2 separate regions of the Rattus norvegicus genome follow, and region 1 is linked to region 2. Evidence: chromatin contacts called from public Hi-C data. All regions are on one chromosome and are shown on one strand. Each heading gives the region's core, a stretch centred on a gene start, on an enhancer-like site or on the middle of the called end of the contact. The rest is flanking DNA. Distances are from core to core; before and after follow the strand shown.

The links. A called contact is a pair of places that touch in the nucleus more often than the background predicts.
Region 1: a contact with region 2 is called in a Hi-C map of Schwann cells, with 1.8 times the contacts expected there. The contact joins the promoter of Odad4 here to the enhancer-like site in region 2. A contact is called at or near these places in 5 of 12 Hi-C or Micro-C datasets (Schwann cells, hepatocytes, kidney and 1 more).

Annotation. Positions count from the first base shown.
Region 1 is chr10:85,979,105-85,983,410 of GRCr8, forward strand. It overlaps Odad4 (outer dynein arm docking complex subunit 4), which reads left to right and starts at 1,336. Exons shown (of 12, transcript NM_001107049.1): 1 at 1,336-1,570. The coding sequence starts at 1,451.
Region 2 is chr10:85,935,498-85,939,298 of GRCr8, forward strand. Acly (ATP citrate lyase) reads right to left here. Exons shown (of 29, transcript NM_016987.2): 14 at 2,792-2,821. Among named protein-coding and RNA genes, the nearest start is that of Acly, 26 kb to the right of the region's middle. Within about 2 kb of position 2,419, at least 5 of the 93 cell types and tissues checked have an H3K27ac peak or open chromatin away from gene starts, as enhancers often do. A contact at or near this core is called in Schwann cells, where this site is marked.

The sequences.
Region 1 (4,306 bases), core at 86-2,585, 43 kb after region 2:
TGTGACAATCCTCCTGCTTCAGTCTCTCAACTGCTGGAATTATAGATGCTGTGCTCATTTGTGTTGATACATTTGCCAATAAGGACGCCTTTTTTAAAGACTAAAAATGGTTTGCTTTGCTCCTACTGTGTGCCATTCAGCTGGATTCTGTTCTGTTTCTGTTTTTGTATTTGAGACTCACTTTGTAGCCAGGGCTGAACTGGATCTTCTTATGGAGACCAGGCTGGTGATTCTGGGCTGGAGAGATGCTCAGGTGTTAAGAGCACTGGCTACTCTTGCAGAAGACCCAGGTTTGACTTCCAGCACCCAACTGGTGGCTCAAAATCGTATGTAACTCCCATTCCAGGGGTCTGATACCCTCTTCTGACCTCCATAGGCACCAAGCATGCATACAGTATACATACACGCATAGATGCAGCCGAAACACTCACATATAAAATAAAACGAGTAAATCTAAAAAACAAACAAAACAAAACAACAACAAAAACCCACCAGCAAATTAAAAAACAAAGGACAAAGTTCTGGATTAAGTCACAATCACTTTGGGGACTAGACCTTTTTAAAAAAAAAAAGTATAGTTGAGGCAGTTAATTGAACTAGCTATTCAAGGCATTATGGGAACTTGGGGGGTACTACTTTTTTTTTTTAACGTGTGTGAACATGTGTGTGCGCTTGTGCACATGTGAGTGTGGATGCCATTGGATACCTTAGGAATGCACGGGTTTCTGTTTCTCCAGGGACCGCTAATACAACTGGGCTATCTCCGAATCGACAGAGAATGATGTCAGGCTAGACCTTAGTTTAGACTTGCTGGTTAGCACGTGCTCAATAAATATGTGAAATTGAAAGCTAAACCCAACACACTTTCTATTGTGTTCTCATGAAAATCCTCATGTCCTCGGGGACTCTATTATTTTCATGTCCGTTTGGCAGGTAGAACGTGTACTTTTCAGTTCCCTAATGTGCTTGGTCAAGGATCACGCAGCTAGGAAGTGACAAGAGAGAAGGCTGCCCAAGCCCTCTGACTCCAAGTCCAAAATTCTCTCTCCTTTCTGATGGGACCTGGAGCGCTTAAGCCTTAATCCTACTTGGAATTTTGCCTCCAATACTCATTTTCTTGGCTTGCTTTGTCCGAGAGGCTTTCCACGTGGCAACTGGAGGTGGGGAGAAGCAACCCACAAGCAACAGCGATCACTCTGGAGCGCCACCGCCCTGCAGCCGCTGGCCACGCGCTCAGCACTTGTCTGACCGGTGTGTGCAGCGTGGCGACTTAAGCGCATGAGCACACTGGGCAGGCTCACTCGGGTTCCTAACACCGCCAAGGGAGGGGAGGGACCGGAAGTCAGACTATCTCTCTGGGTTGCTAAGAGACCCGGCTGCCACAAACCAAGCCAGTGATTCTCCAGCTTCTTACCCTTTCTGGATCTGCTTCAAAATTTCCAAAAGCAGGATGACCATGTCCGATGGCGAAGCTGATAACTTGCGAAGCACCTTTCCCTCTTACATGGCAGAGGGCGAGAGGCTTTATCTGTGCGGGGAGTTCTCTAAGGCGATTCAAAGTTTTTCCAACGTGAGTTGCACCTTGAACCTATCACTGCTTCCCCTTCCTCTTTCCCCTCCTCCCTTTCCCCCTTCTCCCCGCCCTACCTCTTCTTTCCCTTCTCCTCCCTCCTCTTCCCTCTTCTTTTTTCTCTTCTTTCTTCTCTCTCCCGCCTCCCGGCCTCCACTCCTCTTTTGAGATAGACACTTGTTCTGTAGACCAGCGTGGTCTTGAACTTACAACAGTCTCCTCAGAGATGACTTCGGATGTGTGCCCTCATTCCCAACTTCCGTTTTGGAAGGAAGCAGCCCTCCTTATGTACTCTGGAAGTCAACTCCCCGCCTTGCAGAACCCCACTCCCACCACCATTTTGTTGCTGATGAAAGATTTGTTTGTATGTTTGTCTACCACATGCATGCCTGGTACTTTTGGAAGCCAGAAGAGGGAAATGGATCCCTTGGAACTGGAGTTACAGGCTGTTAGGTGGCACCAAGTGGGTGCTGGCATCCATACTTGGGTCTTCTGCAAGAGTAGTAAGTGCTGTTAACCAATGAACAGTCTCTAGAGCTCTCCCCACCCCCACTTCACCACTTAAAGAAAAGTATTTGTATGTGACGGGTGTCTTACTGCATGCACTGAGTGCATACTTTGCCCTTAGAGTACAGAAGGGGACATCAGAACTTCTAGAACCGGAGTCACCGAGGGGTGTGAGCCTCCCTGTGGGTGCTGGGATTTGAATCTTGAGTCCTCTGGAAGACCTGCTAAAACACCTCCAGGCCTACCCCATTACCATTTTTTCATCACCAGCAGTGCTGAGCTCCATTTTGTGTCGTCCTCCTGGTTCCCTTGATGCACCACTGTCACAGATAAGCCCTGGCTTCTGTCATTTTTCTCCTGTTTCTCACTAACGTCTGCCAGTTGGTGACATAAACAGCGAGCAGCCATTACCTTTCCTTAAATGTTTCGTGATTACCTTTCTCTCTCTTTTTTTTTTTTTGGAGCTTTTTTTTTGGGACCGAACCCAGGGCCTTGCGGTTGCTAGTCAAGCGCTCTACCACTGAGCTAAATCCCCAACCGATTACCTTTCTCTTGATGAACTCAGTCCCCCATCATTAGCCATAGATCGCCTGAGAGGCTAAATGTAGAAGTCTCTGGCACAGGCTTGCCCTATAAGAAAGTGGTCAGTGAAATTAGCATATTGTGATAACCTTATTGAAAATTACACCATTGCACCCTGAAGGGATTGGGAATTGTTTTAGGATACCAGACTCACTGCTCTAAGCACAGTGCATGTCTGTCTGGGGTTGGGGGCGGGGGAGAGGGGTTCCACTGTTGCTTCATTTCATAGATGGGGAAGTGGATATAGAAGTTAGGTAACATGCCCAAGGTCACTGCCCTGAACTAGTGGGTGGTGGAGGAAGATTCCTCTGAGCCAAGCACTCAGACTCCAGTTGCCTGAGGTGCCTTCCTCCATACTGCAAAGCGTTCTGATAACCTTTTCCTTTGAAGGGTTGGAGACAGCGTTTCGTTGGGTAGAATGTTTGCCTAGTATGCATGAAGCCCTGGTTTGATCTTGTTTAAAACTTGAGTGTGCTGTCCCACACTTTCAGTCCCAGCAGCTGGCAGGTAGAGATAGGAGGAACAGAGATTCGAGATCATCTTTGGCTACTTAGCAAGGTCAGAGCCAGCGTGGGATACTAGAGATTCTGCCTCCCAAACAAATTCACCATTTCCTGTGCTAGAAACCGTGTTTTTCTTTTGTGGTGCGGGGCTCCCACCCTCCACATGCTTGTCAATGCTCTTCTACTGAGTAACGTGAGGAGCCCATAGACTACTTCCTTCTGTCTGCCTACCTGCCCCCCCTCTCTTTCTCTCTCTCTCTCTCTCTCTCCCCTCCCTCCCTCCTTCCCTTCCTTCCTTCCTTCCTTTTTCAAGACAGGATTTCTCTGTATAGCCCTACCCATCCTGGAATTTGCTCTGTCCACCAGCTTACCTCAAACTCAGAGACACCTGCTTGCCTCTGCCTCCTTAGTGCACACCTTGTACCACCACACCCAGCTCTACTTATTTCAAATGGCACAGCTGCATGCCATGGTGGTACTTGTAATCCCAATATTCAGGGTGCCGAGACAAGAGGATTTTGAGTTTGGGGCCAGCCTGGGCTACATAGTGAGTTCAAGACAAACCTGAGCTAAACTGGCAAAACTGTTTCAAAAGAACCAAATTAAAGTTAACGGTTAAATGGAGTGTCAATCCACAAACCAATCCCAAGACTTCCCTAAAGTTGAGCTTCTTTGCCATTCCCCAATATTCCACCTCTTTCCCTAGTCACAGCCTCCAAGAGAAATGACTGCCCAGTGGGCAGATGGAGTTAGGAGCCCTACTGCTTCAAATTCCCCTCTCTCCTGAAGCTACCTGGTCCTGGAGCAGCTGAGACAGAAAATGAAGACAGCCCTAAGGCCAGGTTAGAAGTCCTCCCATTCTAGGAAAGATAGCAGCTTCTTCCTCTTCCTAGAAAAGCAGGAAGGTCTTTGAGAACACAAACAGTCTGATGCCTAGGGGATACCTATCCCACGCCTGCCTTTCCTAGCACCAGTTTCTAGTACACAGCTGCCTTCCCACCAGGACAGACATTAACCACAACTGTAACGATCTCAGTCAGATGCGACAGGACATAGCTGCATGTGATGACTCTGCCTGTATTCCTAATACTTGATGAGGCCAAGGCAAGAAGATCAGGAGTGTAGGGGCAGCCTCAGCTACATA
Region 2 (3,801 bases), core at 1,169-3,668:
CTCTTCTCTCAAGTGGCTCTTGGCTGCTCGGAACAATACTCTTGAGACGGGCTTTCTAATGACAGGAAAGACTTTAATTAACCGAGCAGCCTGGGTATAGTGGTTCACGTTTTTAATCCTAGAACCCGAGAGATAGAGGTAGGCAGTGGCCTATAGAGTGAGGGACTCTTATCTCAAAGACAGGGAGAAGGCTAGGATGATAACAAAGAGACTATAGGAATGCAGCCATCAGCTAGAGGAAAAGGGCCCTTGATTACTTCCCCTTTGACTCCCTGGATGTCCTGGTGGAGGAAACCAGCCATTGGGGACAGTCTGTGTTCTCTGGGGGAGAGCAATGCATCTCATCCAGAGGCTTCTGATATTAACCTACTGTTCCACTGCAAGCTTGGCTAATCAAGATCAAGGTCTGAATAAATCCCCGTGCTGGCCAGCAGTAAGCCTCTCGAGGCAGAAGGATCTTGATTGTGAATACCTAGATTTCCTGTCACGCCAGGGTTCCTATACGATGTGGAACCTTAGAGTAAGGGCTGCCACATAATCCAGTCTCATACTTTCTAGCCCCAGGAAATTGAACCGGATATCCACATTGACGTTGGTCCTGCATCATCTCGGAGAGCCAGGATTACATAGCTTGAGAAAGATGCAGTTGTGTGATAAAGGCCATAATGGAGCTGGAGAGATGGCTCAGTGGTTAAGAGCACCGACTGCTCTTCCAGAGATCCTGAGTTCAACCCCCCAGCAATCGCATGGTGGCTCACAACCATCTGTAATGGGTTCTTCTGGTGTGTCTGAAGACAGAGACAGTGTGCTCACATACATGAAATAAATAAATAAATATTTAAAAAAACAATGTAGTGACGCTCTGACACTCCCAGGGGAGCCCACACGGAGCCCAGTGTCATGCTACATAAGCCCATCTTCAGAGATAGGGACAAAGCCCACCCCACCTCCTGCTTTAAAGTCAAGAGTTCACGTGCTTACCTCCTTAAGCACAGAGAAAGCAAAGACTTTGAGGGCCACTGGCACTGATAGCAGGAAGCCCCTCCCCTTACACCCCTCCTTCCCACCTTAATTGCCCTAAGAGGAGAACACTCTTTACCTGGTCTCCCTCCTGTCCTCCCTCTTCTCCAGCTAAGTGACTAAAGGTGCCTGCCACAGCCCACTTCCCTTGGGGGAGAGGAGCTCCCTGGAGTCTGAGCCTGTCCCTGCTCTATCAGCATAATGGCCTTGCCCTCTAGGAAACTGTGGGTTTCACTGGAGGCAGACAATGAAAGGATTAAGAGCTAGTGGAGGGCTGGAGAGACAGCGCAATAGTTAAGGGGAGGTTGTGGTTGTGCTCTCACAGGGGACCTGACTTCAGTTCCTAGCAGCCATGTCAGGTGGCTTACTAAAGATACAGTCACATCTGCTGTAACTCCAGCTCCAAGGCATCCAACACCCTCTCTGGTCTCCCAAGGCCCCTGCACTCACATCCATTCCCCCACCCCCAGCTAAGACACACACAAGTGCACATAATTAAAAATAAACCTTTTCTTAAAAGAAAGCTGAGGGGCTGGGGATTTAGCTCAGTGGTAGAGCGCTTACCTAGGAAGCGCAAGGCCCTGGGTTCGGTCCCCAGCTCCGAAAAAAAGAATCAAAAAAAAAAAAAAAAAAAAAAAAAAAAGAAAAGAAAGCTGATAGTTGGGGTTGGGGATTTAGCTCAGTGGTAGAGCGCTTGCCTAGGAAGCGCAAGGCCCTGGGTTCGGTCCCCAGCTCCGAAAAAAAGAACCAAAGAAAGCTGATAGTTAGAAGATCATTGTCTTTTTTTTTAGATATTCCTACCCTCCCTAGGGATCAGTCATCAACGAAGACGCTCTTGCCCTTTTAACTGTGAATGTCAGTTACACTGAGACGGCAGGCAGGGCTCAGTTGTACAGTGCTTGTTCAGAATGCAAGGGGGCTCTGAGCTGGATTCCCAGTATTTCTTTGAAAAAGAAAAGTCACAAGAAAGTTCTGATCCTCGTAACTGAGTAGTCTACCTGCTTGGTCAATGGGCAGATATGTGTGCGTGAGTATTCACGGACTGAAAATGTCCACTGTAAACTGTGACCTCCGACACCAAAGCCCACCTCCCTTCAGGTCCTGAAAAAGACTTGTTTTAGAGACAGACACTTCCTGACCTTCCTGGTTTCTCTCTTTCCATCTTTCTCTGCTCTTCTACCAAACCTGGGGGAACCCTACACTGGTCTGGAATCGGGAGCTGTGGGACGCTGCTGGCAGTACTGAAGCTGAGGCAGGGAAGCAAAGCAATGGTGAGATGCAGACGAGAATCAGGGCGGAGCTGTGGTCAGGAGGAGGGCGGAGCTGTGGTCAGAGGAGGGTGGAGCTGTGGTCCCTTCCCCACAGCAGCCAGTGGTCAGAAGCATCAACTGCTCTCTGCCACTCCCCTTTCAGCTGGTGGCACCCTCTTTCCCAGGACCGTCCCTCTTGGCACCCCTGAGTCTCCAGAGCTGTGGGCTGGCTCTGGCTCCTCCTCTGTCTCCACCTCCCGCCAAGATAAGGAGCCAGAGACAGCCACACAGTGAAGAGACTGAGAGGAAAATCCTGAGCAGGGAAGGGAAGGGACAAAGAGCAAAGACTAGGACTTTGGGGGGGGGGGGGTTGGGTTGGAGGGAGGCCACACCAAGGTGCGGACAGGAAATGTGTTACACAACACTGCAACCCACCAGGGAGGGAAGAAACGAAGCACAGAGAAACTGGGACCCGGTAACAAAGCCACACGCAGAGTTGGGGCACGGTGGGGGCATCCTACCTTGCAGGGATCTTGGACTTGGGACTGAATCTGTTAAAGAAAATGACCAAGGCAACTGAGTGAACTGCTGGTGGGAAGCTCTGGTGGGAGAGGGGAGAAACGGGGGACAGTTCCACAGACAAGCCTTCTGGTGCTGTCACTGTGTTGTAGTGGACAGCAGGGATAAAGCCAATGAAAGAGGCAAAAGCACCAGCGGGAAGAACAGAAGCAGGCAAGACGTAGAACCAGGGTGCAGTGCGAGGGCAAGGAGAGGAACACTAGGCAAGTGCACTGGACACTGAAGTCCCTTCCAGGCCCTCGGGATCACGTCCTCTTAATGCTGACCCCTCTGTCCCCATGTAGCGTAGCACAGTGATTGAACCAGCACAGTGCTGGGTCCACTATCCTCCACTGTGGACAAGGCTGACACCCTGGGAACTATAGGGCAGTGACTTCTGATCTTGAGCTGTAGCACAGCTGATTATATGACAGAAGCTGCAAGGCCCCATCAGCCAGGGGAAGCCAGTATCACTCATCTGCTGGAGTGTGAGTGCTGGCAGGTCACCCTGTCACTGAGATGGAGATGAGCTGGTGACGTGTGCAAGGGCTCGTAGATCAGGCACATAGACAGAAGCACATAAGAGCCCCAGCGAGTCGGGGAAGAGACAACCGTTTAGGAGCCAGCCTTGCTGTCTCCGCTCCCAGAACCTGGCTTCCATTTAGGAGTCTAGGAGAACTTTCTCTTCTTGCTTCTGCTGAAATCTTGTCCCCTCCAAGCCTCCCAGGTCAGTTCACAGCCCAGCAGGAGGGTAGAAGACAGTAGGGAGCGAGGAGATCCAGACAGTCTCCAGCTCCAAGAAAACCCAGAGGGAAGACTCAAGTCACTGCTCCTGAAGAGATCCACTCCTATCTCATGCTGAGGGCCCACTCCCACAGGCAAGCTCAAACTGCTTCCCTGTTGCCTCTTCCAGGCAGACCCCAGACAGGGAAAGACAGGGAAAACACCACAGGCCTTCTTGTGCACTGTGCTA